Linked DNA regions of Gossypium hirsutum: region 2 is linked to region 1. A link is a contact called in public Hi-C data. All regions are on one chromosome and are shown on one strand. The core of a region is the stretch at or near the end of the contact, and the rest is flanking DNA. Distances in the headings are between cores, read along the strand shown. Region 1 holds the start of LOC107947348 (structural maintenance of chromosomes protein 2-1). Region 2 holds the start of LOC107947345 (8-amino-7-oxononanoate synthase).

The links. Hi-C and Micro-C count contacts between places; a contact is called where the count stands out from the background.
Region 2: a contact with region 1 is called in a Hi-C map of leaf, with 2.3 times the contacts expected there. The contact joins the promoter of LOC107947345 here to the promoter of LOC107947348 in region 1. A contact is called at or near these places in 6 of 34 Hi-C or Micro-C datasets (hypocotyl and leaf).

What each region holds. Positions count from the first base shown.
Region 1 is chrA03:14,708,164-14,715,450 of Gossypium_hirsutum_v2.1, reverse strand. LOC107947348 (structural maintenance of chromosomes protein 2-1) reads left to right here and starts at 5,853. Exons shown (of 21, transcript XM_016881989.2): 1 at 5,853-6,010; 2 at 6,096-6,448; 3 at 6,609-7,287. The coding sequence starts at 6,131. LOC107947347 (cell number regulator 6) reads left to right here and starts at 2,017. Exons shown (of 5, transcript XM_041108863.1): 1 at 2,017-2,229; 2 at 2,320-2,421; 3 at 3,187-3,301; 4 at 3,606-3,871; 5 at 4,446-4,889. The coding sequence starts at 2,320. The coding sequence ends at 4,667.
Region 2 is chrA03:14,874,108-14,881,232 of Gossypium_hirsutum_v2.1, reverse strand. LOC107947345 (8-amino-7-oxononanoate synthase) reads right to left here and starts at 4,500. Exons shown (of 11, transcript XM_016881983.2): 1 at 4,153-4,500; 2 at 3,811-3,953; 3 at 3,616-3,723; 4 at 3,049-3,287; 5 at 2,906-2,947; 6 at 2,489-2,576; 7 at 2,023-2,156; 8 at 1,354-1,442; 9 at 573-723; 10 at 323-391; 11 at 1-64. The coding sequence starts at 4,402.

The DNA of each region.
Region 1 (7,287 bases), core at 4,604-7,103:
ATAGATGCTGGATAAAGTTTCACTAAATGTTCAGGCGTACGACCCAATGTTCCCTCATACCATATCGGTACCATAAATTCTCAATAACCTTTGAAGGATTATTTTGACCACCTCTTTCTTGTCCTTCATTGCTATTCTTTTTCTGGTGGTTAGAAATATCACTATTATGAACACCATGATAGTGGTTACTAGTACGTCCTCGACCACGTCCCTCACTACGTCCACGGCCACGACCACGATCGAGACCTTTATATTTTTCATTTCCATATTTACTATGTACTGCAGCATTCACTTCAGGGAGTGGTGCAGTAGCAGTGGGACGAATTCCATGATTTTTCATTAACAACTCATTATTTTGTTCAGCCACTAAAAGGCATGAAATCAATTTAGAATATTTTTTAAAATCTTTTTCACAGTATTGCTACTGTAGAAGCACATTAGTAGCATGAAAGGTTGAAAAGGTTTTCTCTAACAAATCCTTATCAGTTATGCTCTTTCCACATAATTTTAATTAAGAACTAATTTTGAAAAGTTCTAAATTGTATTCACTTATAGTTTTAAAATCTTGTAACTGTAAGTGCATCCAATCATAACGAGCTTTAGGGAGGATCACCGTTTTCTGATGGTCAAATCTTTCTTTCAAATTTTTTCACAACTCAAGAGGGTCTTTCACAGTGAGATATTCCACTTTTAATCTTCATGTAGATGATGACGGATGAAAATAATTACTTTTGCCTTGTCTTGGTTAGATGCTTCTTTATTTTCTACTATAGTATTTCCTAGACCTTTAGCATCTAGGTGAATTTCAGTATCTAACACTCATGACAAATAATTTTTGCCTGAGATGTCTAGGGCGGCAAGTTCAAGTTTGACAAGATTTGACAATATAATTACTAAAAAAAACTAAAAAAATATTAGTAAAATAATAGTAATCATATTATTTGTCAAATGTAATTATAATAAAGTATTTAAGAAAAAAATAGGAAATAAAATAAAATAATTTGTGATATAAAATTTAGGATTACCTTAAGTCGATAGAGAAATTAAATTCGATTCCTCCGAAGAACTTTAAGTAAATTGCTACACAAGTTTAAACCCCTCTTTTTTTTGTCAATTTTTGGGTAGCCAAACAACCAATTTGAATGCTAAGTGAGAAAAATAATGAAAGTAATTCAATAGGGGATTAGAAAATGATATAAAGCAATTGAGGTATGGGTTATCAAATGAAAAATAAGAATGAGGCGGGTTTAGAAAAAAAATTTGAGAATCGTGCTAATAACGTGTTATAAAATAAAGAGAAATAGAAAGAATAAAAAACAAAGAAAATATAAAAGTAACAGAGAATGAACTTTAACGATCAAAAGGGATAATTACAATGCTTCATTAGAGTCTCTATTTATAGGGATAAGAAGTATAAAAGAAATAGAGATTTAATTCTAATAACTATTAAAATTTAAAGTATATCAAAGCTTTATCTTTATCATTATGGATATCCACTTAATAAGATATTCATAATATTTAAATTTTTTTAAAAATTATTAGAAATTTTACTTAAATGTTTAAAATTAGATTAAAAACATACTACAATTTTTTAATTAAAAATGTATAGAAATTTAAAACTATTAACATGGTATTTTCGGATTATTTAAAACTATTTATAAATATTTTTTTACAAAACTAATTTAAATTTAAAAAATTATATAAAATGTATTTAAAATATTATAAAAATAATTATATTTAGAACAAAATTTAAGTTTTTTATATATTATTTATGTAAACATTTTAATTTTAAAAAAAAGTTTAAACTAATATCTAATTAAAAAATCATTATAAAAAAATAAAAAATGAGTAAATATTATTTTCATTGATATATAAATAATATAATCAGTCCGATGGGTATCCAAATTAGTAAGTAGTCAATCTGTGAAATTGACACGTGGGAGCTTTCGCTTTCAACACGTAACGTCAGTCTGGTCCGAACCCGGTTCTTAACGAAGTCCAGGGGAAGGGTTAGGTTGGTCATTGGCGCCGGGTGCGTGCGGGCGCTAATATTGGCATAGTCTAATAGACGAAACTGTAGACACCGAGAGACTCGAGAGACGTAAGTTAAACTTGGAGAAGAGACGAAATTGTAGTTGACCCTTTAACCATTTATTTCTTATAAACCGAATCACTCCTTCGGAGATTTTGATAATTCCCCCATCTCCCTAGATCTCCTACATTTCGGAGGTTGTAAGACTTTGAAGACTCGGCTATGTACGTACGCCTCCTCTTTCTTTTTCAATTTAATAATTTTTTTCTTGTTTGCTTTTGGATCAGATGGCGGACGCGCAATCCAGATACGTTAAGCTGACAAAAGATCAGGTACCTTTAGAGGATATCCAACCTGGTGAACTTAATCAGCCCATTGATGTTCCTCAGGTCTCTCTCTCTCTCAAAACGATTTTATTCTTTTCTTCTTTTTTTTTGAATTGTATATAGAGAACCTTGTTGCTTAGAATTTTGAAATTGCTTTACCATGTCACTTTCTTTAATTATTTACTGAATGCTCACTTTGGTGATATGAGAGGATGGTATAGCTATTTTTTTAGGTTGATAATTATAGTCTGGAAACCAGTTTGAAAATCGGGGTAAAGATTTGTTTGAAATCCACCAAATTTGCGCATGACCTATCAACCGTTGGAAGCGTTGTTTTGGGGACACTCAGATCTGTTTGGAAGACCGATTCTAAAATGTTTGTCGAACGTTTTAATGGTTTTTCTCGGTGTGCATAGGAAGCATAATTTAGTCAGTAGATCTTTTACAAACTTATCTGGCTGATTGCTGAATTTAGGACCAAATCTTCCACTAATTGAGTGATTTAGGATTAAAGCTTTTATTTGTGTCTAAGAAGTGCTAAACTTTTTTTTATTTGTAATAATTAAGGGTTTCCTTTATTTATATTTTCTATTTTTTATGAGCTTCACTCGCCAATTAGATAGTAATGGAGTAATTATCCCTTAGATCTTGTTCCTCAAGAAAATTATGAACTTGTAAGGGTTGATAATAGTTATTAATTTATATAACATAGTATGATACAGCTTAGGACCCTCCCCCCCCCCCCGCCCAAAAAAAAAGAAAGCTTTTTTTTTTCTTGTTGGGAGATGCACATTGGGATATTCTCTTATCTTTTGGATTGTTTCTTAGTTGCATGTCCGAAAGTGCAATGAATGTGGACAGCCTTTACCTGAAAATTTTGAACCTCCTGCTGTTGAACCTTGGACAACTGGAATTTTTGGCTGTGCTGAAGATACAGAAAGTTGTAAGTTCATATGTCTTTACTTTGTCAAACAATGACTTTGCCCTTGTTATTTGTTGAGAAGCTCTAATTAATTGTGTAAGAATGTTTACATACTTGAATCAATAAACAAATTTTTATGTATGTTAACAGACTCATTTTCCGATTGCTTGATGATTGTAAGCATGTTTTATACGAGTGTAACAGAGGGAGAAAACTTTTATAAGGAAGCTGCTGTAATAAAATAGTTTATCCTAGGACACTTCTATGCTATTATCCTTCATTAAAGCTATTGTGATTTACATTAGCATATTGATTTGTGCTGCAGGCTGGACGGGACTATTTTGTCCATGTGTTCTATTTGGGCGTAATATTGAGAGCTTGAGAGATGATACGCCCTGGACTACACCATGCATTTGTCATGCTATTTGTGTTGAAGGTGGCATTGCATTGGCAGTTGCAACAGCTTTTGTCCATGGTATTGAGCCGAAGACAACATTTCTCATTTACGAGGGTTTGTTGTTTGCTTGGTGGATGTGTGGAATATATACTGGCCTTTCTCGGCAATCCTTACAGAAAAAGTATCATCTCAAGGTAGTATCTAATCTTTCGTTGCCCATATGCACTTATTATTAATGCAAAACAAGCACAACCTTCTAAATATAGACTATCCAGTTTAAGTAGTTCCAAAGTGGCACAGTATTTTATCAAATAAGCACGTGTACTATCATAAAATAGAGTATTACTTGGTCCAACTAAACTAAACATGGTTTTTATGATCAGCGAATTAGCTTATATCCATAGAAGTAAATTTGAAGAAGAAAAAAGGTTTGACTTAGAGTTCTATCTAACAATTTGAACGTCTTGAAACCTTTTGTTTCTGAATATTATCAATTGTAATTTAGTATTGATTAGTAATTATTCTTTGTCTCTTACCAAGATTACTAATTCACTAGCCTGTTGTGTCTTTTGGCACGGACTGTGGAGAATGATGTTGGTTCATATTCAAATTAATTTGATATCCATGCCTGAGTTTTAGTTGCTGACATTTGAATTTTCAATATGTCTATTAATTTGTACCGGTATCCAGTAGTAAGTTTGCCCAAAAACAGATGGGAGTAAGAGCTTCTACTTTTAACATTTTCTGACTTGTATTTGTTAATTGCAGAATTCACCCTGTGATCCTTGCATGGTGCATTGCTGCATGCACTGGTGTGCTTTATGCCAGGAGCATAGAGAGATGAAGGGACGGCTATCAGATGACTTTGTCATGCCAATGACTGTTGTCAACCCTCCTCCTGTTCAAGAGATGACCGCCAATAATGAAAACCAGGATTCCACACCACCACCCTCTGGGACTAGCACAAACTTGGAGATGCAAGCTCTCTAAGTTCCGGCATTCTTAGTAAAAAATGGCGCATATTGTTGAATGATTTTTGTGTTGGAGGGATTTTATTTAAATATTCATGCCTTGTTTCTCTGTAGAATTGGTTAGTCTTCAGAAGAACTTTTCCATACTCTTCTCATGGTACATCTATTGACACTGAGAGATAATTCCCTAATCAGCGAGGCATTTGATTTGCTATATATATACAGAGATGCCGTTACTTCATTTTTAGTTGTTTCATTGTACATAATCCTTCATGATTTTTTGTCAATTGCTATCACCCCATTGAAGTGATACCTGGAGATTTGCAGTCTAAGCCATGTCCATGCAAAACCAGCATCAACATTTCAACCAACCATAACATGTAGCAGTAAGATTTTAGAGATTTTATATCAAGTGCTAAAGTTTATGATTTTTTAAGTTGTATTTACTGATGATGAAAGATGTATAAACCAGGCATAGCAATTCGTGTATATTGAATTTCGCTTTCCATGTTGTATTAATTTGTGCATATATAAATAGAACAGAAAGTATTATGTCGGGTAAGTGTCAAAATTTTAGCCTCAGTAGGATACATATATATTAGGCATTGTTTTAGTAATGTTGATTGTCAAAATCTGTCATGTCTTGTGTGTTTGCGTCTTCTTGAAACGGATCTGGATTGTTGGAAGACTGAGTGTTGGGTTATGAACTTTCGTTGGACCTGCAAGGAAAGGATGGACTAAGGTGGAGTTGGCACTTCAATTCGGACGGGATGGATGGTATTAAATCAATTTAGGTTTTTTTATATATATTAAATAATAAAAAATTAAAATGAATATCATAAAAAATTTAAATTATGAATTTGGGTTTTAAATATTAACAGGTATTGGGTTTTAAATTTTAATGGGTCTAGACTTTTAAGAGTTTCAATAGATATTTGAGTTTGGATACGTAAGGTTATGAACTTTTGGTTTTATGTGTTAGGGTTAAACTGAAAACCAAATGAATTAAGTCAAACACGAAAGTTGATTAAACCAAGAAACAGAATAAACCAAAAGAAATCGATTTTTTGAGTTGGATTGTAAATGAATTTGGGAAGTAAAACCTAAAAAGTAGGGTGGGTGTTGAGGCCCTGTAGTTGGGGCGTGAAAGAAGTGATAAGAGGGCCCAGGGCATCCTCCTCCGCGATATATTTATATTTTTAAAACAATTCTGACATCTGTATTTCCCGCTCTTTCTTCAGTTTCTCAAAATTTCAGAATTTAAAATGACCTCAAAGCCTTCCCATTTCTTACTTTTCTGCTAAACCTTCATTTGTAACTCACTCGCTTTTTTCATCTGAAGACCTCCAAAGGGCAACCCAGGTAAAGCTAATTGCAATATCTCTACTTATTTTCTTCACAATCCCATGCGATTTCTCTCCATTTCTCTTGTCCTTTCAAATTATAGGATTTTCCTTCTCCGAGTCCCGCAATTGAGGCGCAATGTACATCAAGGAAATATGTTTGGAAGGGTTCAAATCCTACGCCACGAGGACCGTCGTCCCTGGTTTCGATCCCTTCTTCAATGCCATTACGGGTTTAAACGGGTCGGGGAAATCCAACATTTTGGACTCGATTTGCTTTGTCCTAGGTATCACCAATTTGCAGCAAGTTCGAGCTGCCAATCTTCAAGAGCTCGTTTACAAGCAAGGCCAAGCTGGAATTACTAAGGCAACTGTCTCCATTATTTTCGACAACTCCGATAGATCTCGGAGTCCACTTGGTTATGCGGATCACTCTGAGATTACAGTAACTCGACAAGTAGGTCACGAATAAATCCCCCCCCTTTATTTCAGTTATAATTTTATTTCAATTTGAATTATTCTTGCAAGATTTCCCGTTTCTTTAGTTTTAATTTATATGATTTCATGGAACTCTTATCTTTTTTTTTTAATTGAAAATATATTTGAAACCTCTGCAGATTGTAGTTGGTGGGAGGAACAAATATTTGATCAATGGAAAACTTGCGCAGCCAAGCCAAGTACAGAACCTTTTCCATTCGGTTCAACTTAATGTTAATAATCCGCATTTTCTGATAATGCAAGGTCGCATCACCAAGGTTTTAAATATGAAACCTCCTGAGATTTTATCAATGCTTGAAGAGGCTGCTGGAACAAGAATGTATGAAACAAAGAAAGAGTTCGCATTGAAAACACTCGAGAAGAAACAGAGTAAGGTAGATGAGATAAATAAGCTTCTTGATCAAGAAATACTGCCTGCTTTGGAGAAGTTAAGAAAAGAACGGATGCAGTATATGCAATGGGCTAATGGGAATGCGGAGCTGGATCGACTTAAAAGGTTTTCTGTTGCTTATGAGTATGTTCAAGCAGAGACGATTAGAGATAGTGCGGTTGGTGAAGTGGAAAGGGTAAAGGCAAAGATAACTGAAATTGATAATGATGCAGAAAGAACAAAGGTGGAAATTCAGGATACAGAGACAAATATATCGAAGTTGACTGCTCAAAAGGAAGCTACTATGGGTGGAGAAGTTAAAACCTTGTCTGATGAAGTAGATTCACTATCTAAATCTCTAGTGCAGGAAGTGTCTGTGCTGGAGAGTAAAGAGGATACTCTCAAGGGTGAGAAAGAGAATGCTGAAA
Region 2 (7,125 bases), core at 3,251-5,750, 170 kb before region 1:
GAGTGCAGACGTGAGCTTCCTCAAATCATCAGTCGTGTGTGCTGCACTCAAAGCGATTCGCAACCTAAACAAAGTTTGAAGCGAAAAGACGAAGTCAGTCCACATTGAAATGAACATGTTTTCCATCATCCAGGCATGATTCAGAACATCCACAATAAGTTAAGCCAAAGGTTTGGTAACCTAATACACTACATTCCCGACTTCACAGGAGGTTTAAACTAGAAGTTCCCAATTTATGCTACTAATTAGTAGACGACTATGGGCAATGTTTCCACAAAACTGAAACCAACAAGATGGATGATAATAATAAACTGCAACAAACCTGCAAGAGTTGGGGGGCACTGTTGGTGGTCTCATTGCAGTGACATGGAAACCAGATTTTAACAATTTCCTGTTCATAAGAGACGGAACAGTTAGAAGCAATATGAAGAATTATTAGTTACTCACAGCCATAAAGGGTGATGGATGAACCCCAAATTGTTGCCTATTAATCGGGTGTTCACCTTCACCAGGAATCGAATCATTGTTGTACCAAAAAAAGAAGGGTGATGGATGGGGATGAGAGAAGAAACCTGCTAGCTTTCAGGGCTTTCTCTTCACTTCCTACAATAAGAGATATTATCGGACTGGAAATGGCAATTCCAGTCAAAGCACGGAAATCCTCCACTCGGTTCCAAAGTTCTCTTCGACGCCAGGTCTCTCTTTTTGCCACAATAACAGCAGCTGCTAAGTCGTATTTATTTTGTTAGCAAGAAGGCAAATGCTACAATTACATCTGCGGATAAGGCAAAAAGAGAATTCATTTCTAACACTGTACATTATATACTCAACTCCATCTCTTTATTTCCTAGAAGTTAATTCTCCCTCACTACTTCTTACAAGGATAATTACTTGAACAGAAATAAATCCTGTTAGTGTAATAATTAATAATATCAAAATATGATGTCAGTCCCTGTACTTTGATAAAGTATGAGGTTTAATTCCTGTACTTGAAAATTAAATACTCAAAACACTTTTTCAAATTTAAAAATTTCAGTCCAATCATAGACACTGTCAGTATTTTTCTTCAAAATTTGCCTACCATCAAGTATGTTTGGTGAGTTCATAATGATTTGCTTTTGAAGTTGGTACTGATTGCATGAATGTATTGATGGCAAATTTTGACTGAAAATACTAACAGTGTCAACGATTAAAGTACAAAGATTAAATCTCAAACTTCATTAAAGTATAGGGATTGGCAGCATATTTGGCCACAAGATAAAGAAGAATGTATCTGATTTCACTGAAATCTACTGGTACAATAGAAAGGATAACAAAAGGAATAGGTCACATTGAAATAATGCTGAGTTTTACCATGCCCAGCAGCAGCTATAGGAACTGGTGTGGCAGTAGAAAATATGAAAGAACGGCCCCTTGATTGGATAAGCTGTTTCCACCTTTTGCTGTTCACATGGTATTCAGACTGGCATGACTAAATATGATACATTCACATAAATCACATGAAACATTCAATCAAGATACATGCTAAAATACAAATGTATTTTGGTGAGTTAGTATTTTAGATATAGATGTGAAGGAATGTTGAAGTCAAAATAAATTGTGAGCTAACATATCTTAAGGTATAACATCATGAACATATCTATGTAATTTTGAATTATGCCAGGGTATAATTTGAAAGCATATTTCCCCATGAAAGGACACAAAATAAAAGTTTTAAATTAGCATTAAAAAATCTGAATGGACAAAGAATCTAATTCTTAAAGGTGTATAGTAGAATCTAAATTTTAAAGGTGTATAGTCTATTATTTTTGTAGTTATCATATTATTCTGCAAGCCTACAGATGGGATATTTAAATGCTATAAACAGCATAGACCAAACATGACAAATCTATAAACCTTTACATGTCTAGATGATTTTAAGTCAACAATAGCTATGTTGTCTATTATTGTTTCCTCAATGCTGCTCTATGGCCTTTTCCTATTCTTCTCCACACTAAAAGAAGAAGAAGAAGAAACTATTACCTGCAGGCTATAAATCCACCATGACAACCTGCTGCCTTGCTCAAAGTTCCAATGCATATATCAACATCTCTTTCACACTCAAATTCCTCAGCCACTCCTCCACCACTCTTACCACAAACAAACGTTCCATGTGCCTGCGAAGCATACAAGCAGCACTTCTTAGATATTGATGGCATATACTAGAGATAAATCATGTAAATAGAAAGAAGCCATCTTCTGTATACCATGCACAAGCTCAATGTTGGGCAGTCTAGTGACCAAGAATACGTGGAGAATGCAGTACAAGATCAAGTTCATTCTCTTAATTTAGATTTTTTCTTTTTCTAGAATGAATTATATGGATTGTGCTCTCGAAAAGGACAAATTCATAATAGATTCAAGGCCTACATTATATCCTGCAAAAAGGTACTATAAAGTAGACACGTAATATCATCCTGCAGTTCTGTATATGCAAATGCAAACTTACGTCATCGATGACTAACAACAGATTATGCTTCCGCCGGAGCTCTACAAGCTCCAGCATAGGTGCAAAGTCCCCATCCATGCTAAACAAGCTGTAGAAGAGAATATAGAACAAATAATACCAGTTAAACAAACAGATAAAGAAATTGGGTTTTCAGCCATACAGTAGTAAGTTCCAATATATGGTAGAAAGTACATCATTCATAAATGAATGCAGTTGCAAAAATCTAGTTATATTAATAAACATGTATTTCATTGGTAAGATGCAAAAAATGCAAAGTATAGTATTTGCAAATGTACAATATTCTTGGACATCCAGAAAAAAAAAAGCATGAAAATGCGGAAGAAAGGTTGGCTGTTACTTATTTTTATAGGATAGAGAAATGAGAATGTAATGAACATCTGTAGAAACATGACTAACCTATCGGTCACAACAACCTTTTTCTTCATTTTGCAATTTGATCTGTCAAAATCCAAAAAAATTGTCATTATGCAGAATGGTTAGAGAAAGTCATAGAAAGAGAATGATTATCAGAATAATCTATGTGAAAAGTAAAAACCTACAACAGTGCGCGGAGATGGGACATGTCACAGTGTTTATATACAAAGAATTCTACACTTCTTTGTCTTTCAGCAAGACGAATACCATCAATTATTGATGCATGGTTTAGTTCATCAGAGAAAATGGCAATTTTTTCATCCTTCACAGGCACGTTGCCTGCTGCAAGGAGGGATGCAAGGTTTCCAAGTGCTACCATCAATGCCATATTGGCTGAAAACCCTGTAGGACAAAGAAGACAGTCCTAAAGTATAAATTCGGAAACAAAAAACAAGCATCAGTCTTCAGAAAAGTTTAGAGTAGAAGAATATTTATGGTTAAAAGAATAAATACTGAAAGAACAAGAATGTCATACTGAATATAATCCACGTAATAGCTCATGTGTTTAAAAACTAGTTTAGAATTTATAATCAAAATCTAGACAAAAGTACCACTAGCATCATTCAACCTTTATCATTAACTATCATTTTCCAAACATATTCAAGCACCTAATGAACTGAGCATACAACAAATGGATTAAAAAATTCAAATGAAAACAACTGCACGTATAAAGTCTTATCCTAATTCTATACCTCCTTCTTCTTTAAGCTTGCCAAGCTTGACTCCAGTAATCTATGGTGGTAAGTGTATCCGCAGATTAACGGAGAGCCCCTAGGGCCCATTCCGTAATCTCGAGCTGCCTGTTGCGAAATTAAGTTAGCAAAAGAAAATTACTTAAACAACAATCATGGCAGATACTTGTCCAAGAAGTCAATCTTGAAGCAAACCTCTGCTGCAGCTCTTCGAACTGCTGGATGTGAACTCAAGCCCAAATAATCATTTCCAGAGAACAAAAGTAGCCGCTTGAATTGCTGTTGGCTCGTGCCAAAAGTATCATCAGCTAAACTTTCTCCATGAACAATCTCATCTCCTATAAGCCCAATGGGCCAAGTTAATAAGCAAAAACTCAAAAAGCTTATCTTTTTTTTGGGAGCAAAGTTCACTCATTTCCCAATCAAAGAAGAACAAAAAGGGTTATTGCATCTACATTCATTCAGTAATCATTTATCATTTCCATAATTATAAAAGCAAAATAAAAGAGAATCTTTTTTTTTTGTTCAAAAAAATACCTGAACTTGGAATCTCAAGAAGCCATTTACGGTAAGTGGGTTCAGAAATAGACACATTGACAGAGGAACGATCCCATGGTTGCACTTCGTCGAACATCTCGTACTCTTCTTTACCAGAAACTCCAGTATTGTTCATTTGCTGTTGTTCATTGGGAAGGTAAAGGGGTCTTAAAGATCGAAGCAATTTCAAAGAGTCGAGCTTCGAAAGCGCTTCTCCGACCCATTTGTCCCATAAGTTGCTAACCTCCATTTCCCGCAGCGAAGAAACCAATGCTCTTTCGGGGGATAAGAGTGCTATAAAATGGTAGGTAAAATAGTCCAATTACCAGCTACCGAAATTTTTTTATTTTGCCAACTTATTTAGCTATCAACTTGCTTTAAAAAAAATCATTTTAACAATTTGATAATTTGACTAATACGAGGTACACATACATTATTACATGGATACCAGCAAATAATTAATTTTTAAAATTTTAAAATTTTAAAATATATATAAACCTTATTTTAAGAAGTAAAATGATTAAAAATTCTAAAAAAATTATTCAATATTTTTTATTTTTAAAAAATTAATTAATTGCTAATGTGGTATACACGTAGATTATTATGTGGTCTGTAAAATTAATACACATTAATTTTTTTATCTATTTTTAAGGGATTATCAAAATGTAAGTTCAATGATTAAAAGATATAAAAAAATTAAATAAAAGATTAAAATAACTTTTAAAAAACCAAATAAGTCATTATGCATTTTATTTTTACGCTTGACAAATATTTGTTGTGGCATAAAATTTTTTTTAAGGTACATACTACAAATATATACAAGAATACTTTAGTGTTTTATTTTTTTAAGTTAATAAAAAAATATATGTGATGAGTTTGAATTCATACCAATTGCATTAATAAAATATTAAATTTATCAATTAACCAATTAATTAAAATTTTGTTTTTATAATTTTTATTCATTTTAATTTTATTATTCTTACTATATTACTTTCATCATTTGTATATTTGTACTATTATTTTTTCTATTTTAATATTATACATATTCCATGTATTATTATTAATTAATTTCAAATTACGTATCTCATTATTTATTGTATGTTTTTTTTAAATAAGCATATGTGTTCTAAATATGTGGTTTTTATACGCATATACGTGTGATAGAATTTCTAGTGGTTAATAAACAAAGTTGTTTTATTTTTCTATACAGTATTAGCCGTGGGAGTTTCTAGTAGTTAATAAACAAGTGTGTTTTATTTTTTTATACAATATTAGCCTAAGGACTAGGGAATCGGGATAACATAGTTTGAACTTGTGCCAAACGTGCGTCTAATAAGAGCTTTAATTACTCCTTTATACAAGTCAAGACAATTAATATTTTGAATATGTTTAATAATCGTATTCAATTTTTATTTAATGTGAAAGTGTTGAATAAAAAATATATAGATACTTATTAGGTTAAATTTGCTATTAGGTTAAATTGATGGCTTTGATCCATTATAATATAATAATTAGGATGTTTAGAAACATGTTTGGGGATTTGGATCGAAAATTGAGCAAGTCTCTTATATCGATAAATTTAGCTAGATTTCGGTATTGAGAAAGGAGAGCATAGATCTGCATTTTTAATGTGATTTGATTGTGTTTGCAATTTTTCATGATGTGTTTATACTATGTTTAATGTGTATGCAAAGTGTCAGATCCCTCAAGAGCTTCTACGAGCAAAGTGAAGGGGAAAGAAAAGTTTGTTTGAGCTTTCGACATTGAAGTAAAAGCTAAATCAGTGAGTGATTTGGAATTGCTGCTTTTAGGCACAATTCAATGTGCTAAAATGGGAGCTTAGGTATCATAATCACCTATCCTAATTTCCAAGTGTAAGTGTTTCTATTTAAACTTAAGATACTTTGCAAATAAAGCTAAAATATGATGTGATGTGTATAAGATGTGCTAATGTGATTATATGAGATGTGATTATTTCAGAATATGACTTGTGATCTGCTGGTTTATTGCACACATATGAGATTATAGTGTATATAGCTCCATGAACATTGTGATAGACTTGAGAGTGAAGAAAAAGTGGATAAGATAATGATGTAATAATGGTGAACATGACATGTGAAAGTATGCATAAACCAGAAAGATAAATGTGTAAAATAGATATGTTGGCCTTGTGATCTCTTGAAATAATTGGATATAGTTGCATGTCATAAGATTCGAGTACTCGCATATGTGTTTTGTGTATGGGCGTTGAGGCCTCAGGATATATTGGAGAGATAAGGGAATATTGAGCCAAGCTACATTCATTGGGACATGTTTGGTTTGTTGGAGAGTGTCAGCTTATTACTACACTTATTTGGGACATGTTAGACTCTATGAGTCATTGGTGTGATGGAGATCTGTGTATCTGATGTGCTGTATTTCCGTGCATATTTCATAATCACAAGACACCAATGTATCATCATAAATTAAGGATTGATGATTATATGTGATATTGTGCTTAGTATGCTTTCTATTAATTTTTGGGCACTCACTGAGCTTGTTTAAGCCCACACTCTTATATGTTTATTTTGCAAAAAAAAAAATAGTAATAGCAAGGAGGAGAGGTGAGCAAGCCAAGTGATCCAAATAAGGCTATCTTATTGAATATGTGATGTGGCTTCCAACTATGAAAATGATGGCAATGTGGGACCATACTAAAGGGATTAAACTTTAACATTTCTTTGGTTTTTAAATGGACATTTTATGGACTGTTTAAGGACTTTTATAATTGGTTTGTGATGGTTTGATTGACTAGGAACAATGATTGAAATGCATGGTACAAGATGGTTGAGGTCTAGTTGATTGAATGGTGTGTGGATGGTTGAAATTTGATAGGAGTGTTAGAATAGCAAGTTGGACATTGAGACAAGTTTAAAATGACCAAATGGTATAAACTGAACCTAAAATGCACTTGGAAATGCATGAGATGCCTAA